Linked DNA regions of Arachis hypogaea: region 1 is linked to region 2. Evidence: chromatin contacts called from public Hi-C data. All regions are on one chromosome and are shown on one strand. Each heading gives the region's core, a stretch centred on a gene start, on an enhancer-like site or on the middle of the called end of the contact. The rest is flanking DNA. Distances are from core to core; before and after follow the strand shown. Region 1 holds the start of LOC140180539. Region 2 overlaps LOC112766797 (ubiquitin-activating enzyme E1 2).

Evidence for each region. A called contact is a pair of places that touch in the nucleus more often than the background predicts.
Region 1: a contact with region 2 is called in a Hi-C map of leaf, with 1.7 times the contacts expected there. The contact joins the promoter of LOC140180539 here to the enhancer-like site in region 2. A contact is called at or near these places in 3 of 8 Hi-C or Micro-C datasets (leaf and an unstated tissue).

What each region holds. Positions count from the first base shown.
Region 1 is chr17:25,929,257-25,935,066 of arahy.Tifrunner.gnm2.J5K5, reverse strand. It overlaps LOC140180539, which reads left to right and starts at 2,011. Exons shown (of 1, transcript XM_072221762.1): 1 at 2,011-2,703. The coding sequence starts at 2,011. The coding sequence ends at 2,703.
Region 2 is chr17:25,865,793-25,871,294 of arahy.Tifrunner.gnm2.J5K5, reverse strand. It overlaps LOC112766797 (ubiquitin-activating enzyme E1 2), which reads right to left. Exons shown (of 7, transcript XM_025812695.3): 4 at 5,312-5,502; 5 at 4,145-5,013; 6 at 3,590-4,022; 7 at 2,449-3,304. The coding sequence ends at 2,708. Among protein-coding and RNA genes, the nearest start is that of LOC112766797, 8.0 kb to the right of the region's middle. Within about 2 kb of position 1,769, at least 2 of the 3 cell types and tissues checked have open chromatin away from gene starts, as enhancers often do.

The DNA.
Region 1 (5,810 bases), core at 762-3,261, 64 kb before region 2:
TGTGAGCATCACATTTTTCTAGAAGAGGGAGCCAAGCCTATCCGTCAACCTCAAAGGCGGTTGAACCCCACAATTCTAGAAGTTGTGAAGAAAGAAGTTACCCGACTACTAGAGGCAGACATTATCTATCCAATCTCGGATAGTGAGTGGGTTAGACCAGTACAAGTGGTTTCGAAGAAGTCCGGCGTCACCATAGTCAAGAATGAGAATAGGGAACTCATGGCCACAAAGGTGCAGAATTCATGGAGAGGTTGCATCGACTACAGGCGCTTGAACTTGGCCACTCGCAAGAATCACTATCTACTACCATTCATCAATCAAATGCTTGATCGCATGTCCGGAAAATCACATTATTGCTTTTTAGATGTTTATACTGGTTATCTTCAAATCTATATTGCTCCGGAAGACCAAGAGAAAACCACTTTCACATGCTCTTTTAGAACGTATGCATACAAAAGAATGTCTTTTGGTTTATGTAATGCACTGGCTACGTTTCAAAGGTGCATGATGAGCATCTTTTCGGATCTTCTTGAGCACTGTGTGGAAGTATTTATGGTGATTCTTTTGATCTTTGTTTGGATAAGTTTGCTAGAGTATTAGAACGTTGTGCTAATTCAAACCTTGTGCTTAACTTTGAAAAATGTCATCTTATGGTAAAGCAAGATATTGTTCTAGGTCATGTTGTCTCTAATACTGGTATATCTGTTGATCCTGCCAAGGTTGATGTTATTTCTGGTTTACCTTACCCCTCTTCTGTGAGGAAAGTCCGTTCTTTTCTTGGTTATACAGGTTTCTACCGACGTTTCATCAAGGACTTCAACAAGGTTGCACTACCCCTTTCCTGTCTGTTGCAAAAACATGTAGAGTTTGACTTGAGTGAAGATTGTATGGAAGCATTTGATAAGCTAAAGATTGCCTTAACTCAAGCTCCTATTGTGAGAGGGCCTGATTGGAGTAGGCCATTTGAGATTATGTGCGACGTATCTAACTATGCAGTAGGAGCGGCACTTGCTCAGCGCGAAGGTAAGGATCCCTATATCATAGCTTATGCTTCTAAGACATTAGATGGTGCCCAGTCTACCTACCACTGAAAAGGAACTTTTAGCAATTGTTTTTGCCTTGGATAAATTCTGGGCCTATTTAATTGAAACCAAAGTGGTAGTATATTCAGACCATGCGGCTTTGAAGTACTTGCTAGCTAAGAAAGAATCAAAGCCAAGGTTAACCTGTTGGATATTGTTATTGCAAGAGTTTGATTTAGAGATCAAGGATAGGAGTGGTTTCCAAAATTTAGTGGCGGACCACTTGAGTCGCCTAGAGCATATAAAAAGTGACTCCACTCTTATCAATGATGCATTTTCTCTTGATAGCTTGCAAGCAATATCTGAACTAGTTCCTTGGTATGCACCCATTGCTAATTATTTGGTTAGTCACACCTTTCCTCCACATTTTTCTAAACATCAAAAGGACAAGCTCAAGAGCGAGTCCAAGTATTACATATGGGATGACCCATATTTGTGAAGATGTGATGCCGACCAAATAATTAGAAGGTGTGTTCCACAATCCGAAATCTAGTCTATTTTGGAGGCGTGCCACTCTTTTGAAAGTGGTGGCCATTTTGTCCCCCAAAGAACTAGAAGAAAAATCTTAGACTGCGGATTTTGGTGGCCCACACTCTTTAAAGATGCAAATCTTTTCTGTAACTCTTTCCACCAATGCCAAAGGTTTGGAAACATATCCAAGAGGGATGAGATGCCCTAACAACCCATATTGTTTTATGAAATTTTTTATGTTTGGGGTATTGACTTCATGGGTCCCTTTCCAAACTTGAATGGTTTCTTATATATTCTGTTAGCAGTTGATTATGTTTCTAAGTGGATGAAAGAAATTTCTACCCGTATTGATGATGCTAATGTGGTTGTCTCTTTTGTGCGAAATAACATCATTTGCCGCTTTGGATCACCACGAGCGATCGTGAGTCATCAAGGCTCTCATTTTTGTAACAAAAGAATGACAGGTTTGATGAAGAAACATGGCATTATATACAAGGTGGCGACGGCTTATCTTCCCCAAACAAATGGCCAGGCCGAAGTGTCTAATAGAGAGATTAAGCACATACTCGAGAAGATAGTTAAACCCCATAGGAGGGATTGGAGCTCTAGGCTTGGAGATGCGCTATGGGCTTATCGGACGGCTTACAAGACATCGATTAGCATGAGTCCATTTCGGCTAGTCTACGGAAAGGCATGTCACCTTCTGGTAGAGGTGGAACACAATGCTTATTGGGCTGTGAAAGAATGTAACTCAGGATTGGGAGGAGCCGAAGTTGAAAGAAAATTGCAACTGGAAGAACTGGAGTGCATTTGGTTAGAAGCTTATGAAAACTCAAGGCTCTACAAAGAAAAGGTGAAGGCAGTACATGATCAGAACATCAAGAGAAGAGAGTTTAGAGCTGGGGATCAAGTCCTTCTCTATAACTCAAGGTTGAGATTAATTCCGGGTAAACTGAGGTTAAGGTGGGATGGACCATATGTGGTGGAGAAGGTTGAACAATATGGAGTTATCCACTTGAGTCATCCATCAAGCCCTACATTCTTCAAGGTCAATGGCCACCGTCTGAAACTCTATTATGGTGTAAAGATGAAGAACAATAAGGAGCTGGAGATCTTTCTCTTGAGAGTCCCAGCCAAGGAAGAGGATTGAGCTCATAGACCGTCCAATTTAAGGACGTTAAAGAAAAGTGCTAGGTGGGAGACAACCCACCATGGTATGATCTTCCTTTTCTATAGTTTTTTTTATTTATTCTCTTATCTTTGTTTCATTAGATGTGTGTGATACTTTTCAATTATGCATATTTGCCTTTGTTATGATTTTTTAAAAAAAAAAGGGGACTGTCACACGTACATGTCGATGCTCAAATTTTGATGTTGCTGCTCCCTGGTACAAAAACCAAAGAGCTGTGCTAGAACCATGTGGGTGGGGTGCTAGATGCACAACCCAACCCACGCGTGCGCATCGCTGACGCGTACGCGTCATTTGATTTGTTGGCCACCCACGCATGAGCATGACCGATGCGCACGCTTCGTATCTTAATGCTGCCATGCCTGGTACAAAAACTAGAGAGTTGTGAATGCTGCCAGTTTTGTGCGTCCAACACGAAAACATATCACGTATACACGTGACCGACGCTCACGCGTCACCTTCTCTTTTCTGCTTCTCACTCGTACGCGTGACTGACCCGTACGCGTCACCTCCTCATTCTACTATCCACGCGTGCACGTGGACGACGCTTACGCGTTGCTTCTCTTGTCCCATTTCTTTCTTCTTTCTTCAATCCTTCTTCTTTCTTTCTACCTTTCTTCTTCTTCATTCCTTTAACTTCTCATTTTTATCCTCTTTCATTTTTGTTTGTCTATTACATTTGCATACTTTCATTCATTGCATTTTAACTTTGTGCTTCTTCTTATTTTCTTTTCTAAGTTTGCTATTTTTCCAGTGGTATTGACTTTTCTTACTCAACTGTTGACTATTTCTTGCATTGTTTTGGTACTTCGTGACTTGTTTGGTATTATTGGGTGATGAAATTTTTAGGTCAATGTTTCATCTCTACTGATACTTGCGTTCTTTGTGCATTGATATTAACTCATATTTTCTTTCATGACCCACTTCTTCTTACTCATTGTTACAATTCTTGCACCGTTGTTATGCCATTCTCTTATATTGCTTTCTCACTTACATGTTGTAGCTACCATGTAGTTGAAAACCCCACTCTTATTTGACATTAGCCCCCACCTATATTCTATTTGCTTTATTTTTGGGCTTAATCTTCCGTCTTTTCTCACCTTTTAGGCTGGCCACCAAGAAGGGAAAGAAAAATCTTCTAAATGGGACACACAACAAGTCTCTTCGCACAATCTTTTGAGGAAGCTCATCGGTTGTAGCAACCCACCCTATTCCACCTTGCTCATCTCTGGATGCACCGAGGACGGTGGAATCTTTAAGTGTGGGGAGGTTGAGATCGACTTCCGTGGGTAACTACTTTCTTTTCCCAACACCAAATCTTAATTTTCTTTGTTGGTTAGTGTTCATACCATGGGTCGAGCTAGGCGAGCTGGGTTAGATGAAGACAAAAACGACCGACCTCTTATAAAGGTTGGTCGACACCGACCTCTTCCCAAAGAGCTCGGCCAAATCACTACAAGAATTTGACAAATTAGCGACGAATTTTTGCGAGAAATATTTTTTATTACTAATTCGTCACTAACTTGCGAGGAAATAGTGACGCACTAACGACAAAATTAATGAGCGGTCACAAAATATCCGAACTTGAGAAAAACGACTGATTAGCGAGAGATTTACGAGTAAGCTTTTTTCTCGCAAATTCAGTTTCATAACTAAAAAAAGAGCGGAAAAAATTTTCTCGCTAATTTGTCACAAAATAATTAGCGAGTGACAATATTCTAGCAAATCAGTCTCTTAGAAGTTCAATCGAATAAAAGAAAAATAGCTAGGGATATTATTGTCACTATTCCGTCGCAAGTGTTTGATATACAATTAGCGAGAAATAATTCACACACTAGTTCGTCGCTAAATAAACTTTGTGCGAAAAGGCTAATTAGCGAGGAACAATGTTACTAGCTAATCCGTCACAAAGACTTGAAATGCATTTTGTGATGGACAAATTCCTCGATAATTTGTCACCAACTAGTTATTATTATTATTATTATTAGGACAAATCACCCTAATAAATCAATGGCATGTAAATCGAGACAGGACAGCTAGATTTATATAAAGTTCTCCATCCTATATACATAGAATTAGGCTAGTTAGGTTTACTTGGAAACATATGAATGTGTAAATCGATATTATCTGTTTCGATTTATGTGTAGTTAAAGCTCACCTAATAAATCTATTTAGTTTAATTCAATTTATTACTAAAATTTGTAAATCTAATTATCCTAATTCGATTTATATACAAAATGCCTTTGGGAGATCCACATACTATTTCTTGATTTGGATGATTTGGGTAATATTTGCGTGCATTTAGTTTAGTTAAGTATTTTACCCAAAATATAATAGAAAAATATATAATAGATAAGATAATTAAATTATTATATATGATAATTTATTTTTATATGATCGTACAAGTTTTATTATTAATTAGAATCATTTTGAAATTCATTCAATAAAGATTAATTTGAGCTAGCTCTTGAATTTATTAGGATTGTCAAAATGAGCTAAATATGTCGGACTAGCATGTTTACTTGACTTAAATAGATGGATATTTAACTCTAAAATCAAACTCGTAAAAATGCAAGTCTAAACAACTTAACCATAGTTATCAGAACCAGACCGGCCGGCCAGTTCGACTAGAAAACCAGTAAACCGATGTCCTTTCCAATTTGGTTCATTATTAAGACCAGACTTGCAATTGACTCGGTCAATAGCAGTCAAATAGTTAAAAACCAGATGATTTTATCACGAACCGGACTCAGTTTAGGCAGTTAATGACCCGCATTTTCTCCTTGACCCGTGTGCTCCACACGTAGACTAGTGAGGTGTGGATCACTGTAGGAGCATCTATTTGAATCCCCTTCAAAAGTGGCGTCTCTAAGATTCGATCCTTGAACCTAAGAATGAGTAAAAGATAGATATTTGACTCTAAAATCAAACTCGTAAAAAATGCAAGTCTAAACGACTTTGCCATAGTTATCAGAACCGAATCGGATCGGATCGGACCGATCGGTTTGACTGAAAAAAACAGTAAATTGATGTCCTATCCAGTTCGGTTCATTGTTAAGATCGGACTT
Region 2 (5,502 bases), core at 520-3,019:
TTTAAATATAAAAATTAGATATTTTTTATTTATTTAATTTAATATTATTTTATATTTTACTATTTATTTAATTTAATTTTTTATATGATAAAAAATAATATAATATTCAATAAGTATTAATATTATTGTATTTGTATAAATTAATAAAAAAATTTAATAAATATTATAAATTTTAATATTTATCCTTCTAACTTCTTCTGTACATATTTTACAGGATATATATTCAAATTTTTATATAAAATAATAATGAAAAATCAAAGAATTGATACATTTTTTAAGAGGAAGACTAATATTTAAGAAGGAGAACATATAACTTTTACAATATCAACACTTGTAGATAGTTCTTCTACTTTAATGAATAATGAAGAAAGTGAGATATAACCTTTAAAAGTTCAAAAAATTACATCTAATGACTTTAACCTTAACTTTTTGGAATGAGATCTTGAAAAACGGTTTTAAATTTGGCAATATCACCAAAACAAGAGAGATGAGATTAGACGAAATTATCTTAAATGGGTCCATATCAAAAATATTTTGACAATTATTTTCTATTTGACCCTCCCAAAATTTTGTTTTAAGTTCCGCCACTGCAGCCATCACTTATAATTTTTGTAATATCACATAACCTCAGCCAAAATCAATGTAAGAATTTAGTAAAAAATCTAGAGAAATATTAAGATACTAGCTAGGAGTAGGAAATCGATGAACGTTGTGGTGGTATAGGTCACTTAACATTATTTGGAAAAAACGTGAGACACGGTTATGAAGAAAAATACATAATAGGGGGCCAACCCCTATCACCATCATAAAAAATGGGATCACACTATGGACTTGTCGTGTCGAATCCAACTGTCCAACAATATGCGATTCATATTGGGGAGGAGTTCGTTTTCTTCATTTGTTTGGAACGAATTCTTATAAATTAGGATTAACCTTTCTTTAGATATAAGTCGTTAATAATAATAATAATAATAATAACAACAACTTGTATACTTGAAAATAATATGCATTAAAAATAATGTTTATGGTTAAAGTGTATATTTGAATGTCATTAAATTGTCAAAAAAAAATATCTTTTCTAGTATGTTTGCTAAATTATTTTATGTAAAATAATTAAAAAATAAAAATCATTTTTGAGAAAAAATATATATATTCATCTTTCTAAACAAGACCTTTTCTATTTTAGAAAAAAAAATATTTTAACATAATAAATAAACAAAATATTTTTATATTATTATACCATAACATAATTAATAAACAAAAAGATATTTTTAAATAAAATATCTAAACATCAAATTATTATTATTATTTTTTCAAAGATATATGTCACGGTTAATTTTTTTGTATATTAAAAAAATTCTGGTGTAATACTCAATGCAATACACTTCCCTTGTATTGATAATACGTCCCTTGTATGCGTTATCTTACTCCTACAATTTTAAAAAACACCATAAAATCTAACAATTGAGTATTACACCAGAATTATACCAATATGTAAAAAAATAAAGGATAGATCACTTATATAAAAAAAAAAAGATATATGTCACTTAAATAATTAAAAAAAGAAAAAAAACTCGTTCAAACAAGCCAAAAGTAGAAATCCTCCTACTCTAACCCCGCGGTCCACAAAATAATAATTAATTGGAAACAAAGAAAGTACATTGAACAAGGACATCAATAAGAAATTCAATAAACTAAGTTCCAAGCCCTTCCCCATTTGATAAATTGGATGTAGCAATTCATGTCGAAGTCTTTTCCAATAATTTGTTGATCTAGTCATCTAGACTTGGTATTGAGCTCCAATGGTGCTCTGCCAAGTCTTTTTCCACCACACGGGATAAATAATTGATTCATCAAATTAGGAAAAATAGTTGATTCATCAAATTAGAAGGAATCAATTCCTTTTTTTTTTTTTGGGTCAAGGAATCATTTCCTTTAAAAACCTTTCAATTCAATCAACTTTTTTAATTCAAAGAATAGAAGCCCATAAAATTTTCTTTGGTCTCCATTCCACTCCAAACATAGCCAAAGGGACCTAAGTCCCTAAACCAGTTCCAATGGGTAAGAATAGCATGACTCATTTCCTGATTAGAGAATTCTACAAGCATTTGTGCTTCCAACCGGTGCCAAGAACACCTCGAGTCCTCTGATAAAAGGTAAAGAAAACAGGAACTATGATGTAATATTTGCAAGGATATGAGCTAGTTTTACGGGCAAAGAGGACTTGGATCAAAAGATTGCCATAGGGATATTAATCAATTCGAGGATTCCAGATCTTGTTCGAATTCAACAGGCAAAGTCCATTTGTTTTCATCGATAGTGCTGATAAAATGGAGAATCTTTCTGCAATTACTTATGCCATAACCAACGTGATTAAGCACGTTTCTGCCATTAAAAACCTGTAAGCCTAGATGCTAGATGTATGGCAAACATGATAAAAGGGATGAGTTGCACAAGATAAAGTCATGGCATGCCATCATATCACCATCTCAAGAAACAAAAGGCACAAAAAATCAAGAAACACCAAACAAAATGACGTACAAAGAAAGTTCGTTCCTTATCAATTCATATATGAACTGTTCTATGGAGAACAATGTCAACATGCATGTAGCCATTATGAATATGGAACAGCAGAGTCAAGCATTCTGTCCTTTTTTTTCCCTTCTAACCGAAGTCAAGTCTGAGACACCTGATGGATGAAAAGAGCCTAACGGAAATAAATAGATATCTGAGGGATGTCAATGTCATTATCATCGTCATCCTCGCAGGCCACGACAACATCCAAGTGACGACGGTATGAAGGGATCTCCACCTTGGCCACTTCCTCTGCGAGATCCACCATTCTCTTGTCCATTCGATCTTTGTGCCTAGGGAACATGCTATTATAGAGCAGACAGCTACCACACGAAATGCTATAAGCATTCAAGCCTTTTGCCTTCAGCCAGTCAAGGAGCTCTCTGAGAGTAGGATTGTCTTTCAATATCCACCTGTCCCAAACTGTCCAACTCATATCTTGATGCTTGATGACCTTTGGAGGAACTGGTTCAGCCATGGAAAAGAGGGGCAGAGCTAAGTTGGCAAATGTGTTTCGGTAGTCCTCAACTTTGTGTCCTCCATCCAAGACTTTGTACAGCTCCAGGCACACAAGACCAGTGGCCATGGCAGTTGAGGTTGCAATTGCTGGAATGATTCGTCCAGCAATAAACTTAGCCTTAAGTTTGTCAACCTCAGGAATGCTGTAATTCCGTGCCCTCATGTTTGCTAGGCCAGCAATCATGTCCATATGGTAGTTTGTATCATCATCCTACAATTTTGCAGTAAAAATGTAAATCTTTCTTTATATTAAAAAAAAAAAGAGTTGAAAATCGATTGAAATTTAAAAAACCAAAAAGAAAAAAGAAGGAAGATCTCATGTATTCATGAACCAAAACATCCTATTCCCAGCAAATACACATACAAACTCAACCTCCATGAATCCAAAAACTTAATTCAGACCACAAAATACAAGAGAAAAGGGAAAGCTATATCCAGAATCATGGGGAAAAAAACCCAGTCAAATCAAAAACCAAAATGACAAAAAAAAAAATACCTTTTCAAACTGAATTGGCCTCATCCTGAAGTCTGATGATAGATTTGCCCGGCACCTTTCTAGCTTGGTGATTAGATCATTGATAACAGCTGCATCATCTATAGAAGCAGTGGAAAGAGTAGTGGCCTTCTCGTCTGTCACTATTTTTGCATCTTTCTTGGGCTCGAAGTCAGGTACTATCACACTATCAACAGCTTCAGCCAATTTTTTAGGGTTCTTCACAAAGTCTGGGATTGGTATACCAAATGTTTCTGCTCTAAGTATGGAAGCTGCCATTACAAACTGAAGATGACCAATATCAGAGGATGAGAACTGAAGTGGATGAGGGAATCGTTTAGGTGCAGACCAGAAAGGAGCTCCAGTACTGGTTGAAGCATCTTCAGGGAAAGTATAAATTAACTGCTTCACTCGGTTAGCAAAATAATCTTCAAACCTGGGAAAAAGAAACCATGTCTTAATATACGAGATTAAGAAAAATACCATATGTTCCCAATAAAACATTGCTACAAGTAACAGAAAAGCATATACTATTCTATATTATCAAGGAAAACATACTTTAGTCTGGCCCAAGTAATACAATCTTCAAAAGTGTCACACTTCTCTTTGTCCAAGCACTCAAGAACACGCTCCAAGTTGTCCCTTGCTTGAGCATCACCAGCATTCCTCATTGCATTGGTATATTCACTTGGATTAGACAAATATGCATTTACCTCGGCAGGTGTTTTCTCAAGCAAACCCTCAAATTCTGATCGAGCCCATGTCAAGCAGTGGTCAATGTTGTGTGGAAATGAGTGTACAGTACACATTGGTGCCTGTTTCTCGGGCGGATCTCTTGAAGCGCCATAGTTTTCTGTTAGGTGGGGAATGACCATCTGTGTATTGCATTTGGCTCCAAGAGTTCCAGACTCAAGAAGAGGCTTCTGGAAATACAAGCACCTCTGATCGACATACAATCTAGCATTCACGTTGTCTAATGCATTAATCACAACACTCAAGTTCTCCCAAAAAGTATCATGGAACACATTTTCAGTTTCAGGACCAACTCGATTTTGTAGAGCTTCAATATTCAGACGTGGATTTATTGATGCAGCAGATGAAGCAGCAACTGTAGACTTAGCCTGGCCAATATTCCAATCACGGAAGAGGAACTGCCTGCTTAGGTTACTCTTCTCTATGACATCATCATCAGTAACTGTCAGCTTTCCTTGACTTCCACAAGAAACTCCCATAAGGGCAAGGTTTTTCAAAAATTCACATCCCAATGCACCAGATCCAACAACAAACACTTTAGCATCCTCTAACTTCTTCTGTAGCTTTTGTCCAAATACTGAAATCTGGGCATCATAACGACTGTTTATTGGTCTAAAATCATTGGGATCCAGTTGTTCTGTAGGAAGTGATTCGACTGAGTCGAAGTAGAAAAACTGCATAGGAGGAACATTCATTAAAATCACATAAAACAATCAGTAGGACCATAGAGTTGTTTTTCTTTTAGGTTCATTATCAGACACAGATTGCTTGATCCAAATCCTGAATTATGCCTATGTAGTTATTAAAGAAATAGGAGGGTCCAAGAACAATAGGATATTAACTGAAACAGTAAACTTGACACAGACCAACCAACTAACAAACTGGAGTGAGCAAGCATCCCACGTCAATGCAGGATTCGGGGAAGGGCCGCATCCAAAGAAAAAGTATTAACGACAAAGAAAAAATATTTACCTGATAAAGTGGATGAAATTTTCCAGAGCATGCCTTCACAACCTCTTGTCCCACAATTCCACCAAACATTGCAGCCATTGGGTTCAACACTGCCCTAGCACCAAAGGCAAATTGCCGCAGAAGTTTTGGATTGACATCGTTCAACCGTCCATCACCTAAGCTACCATTAATATCACTAGCAATAGATACAA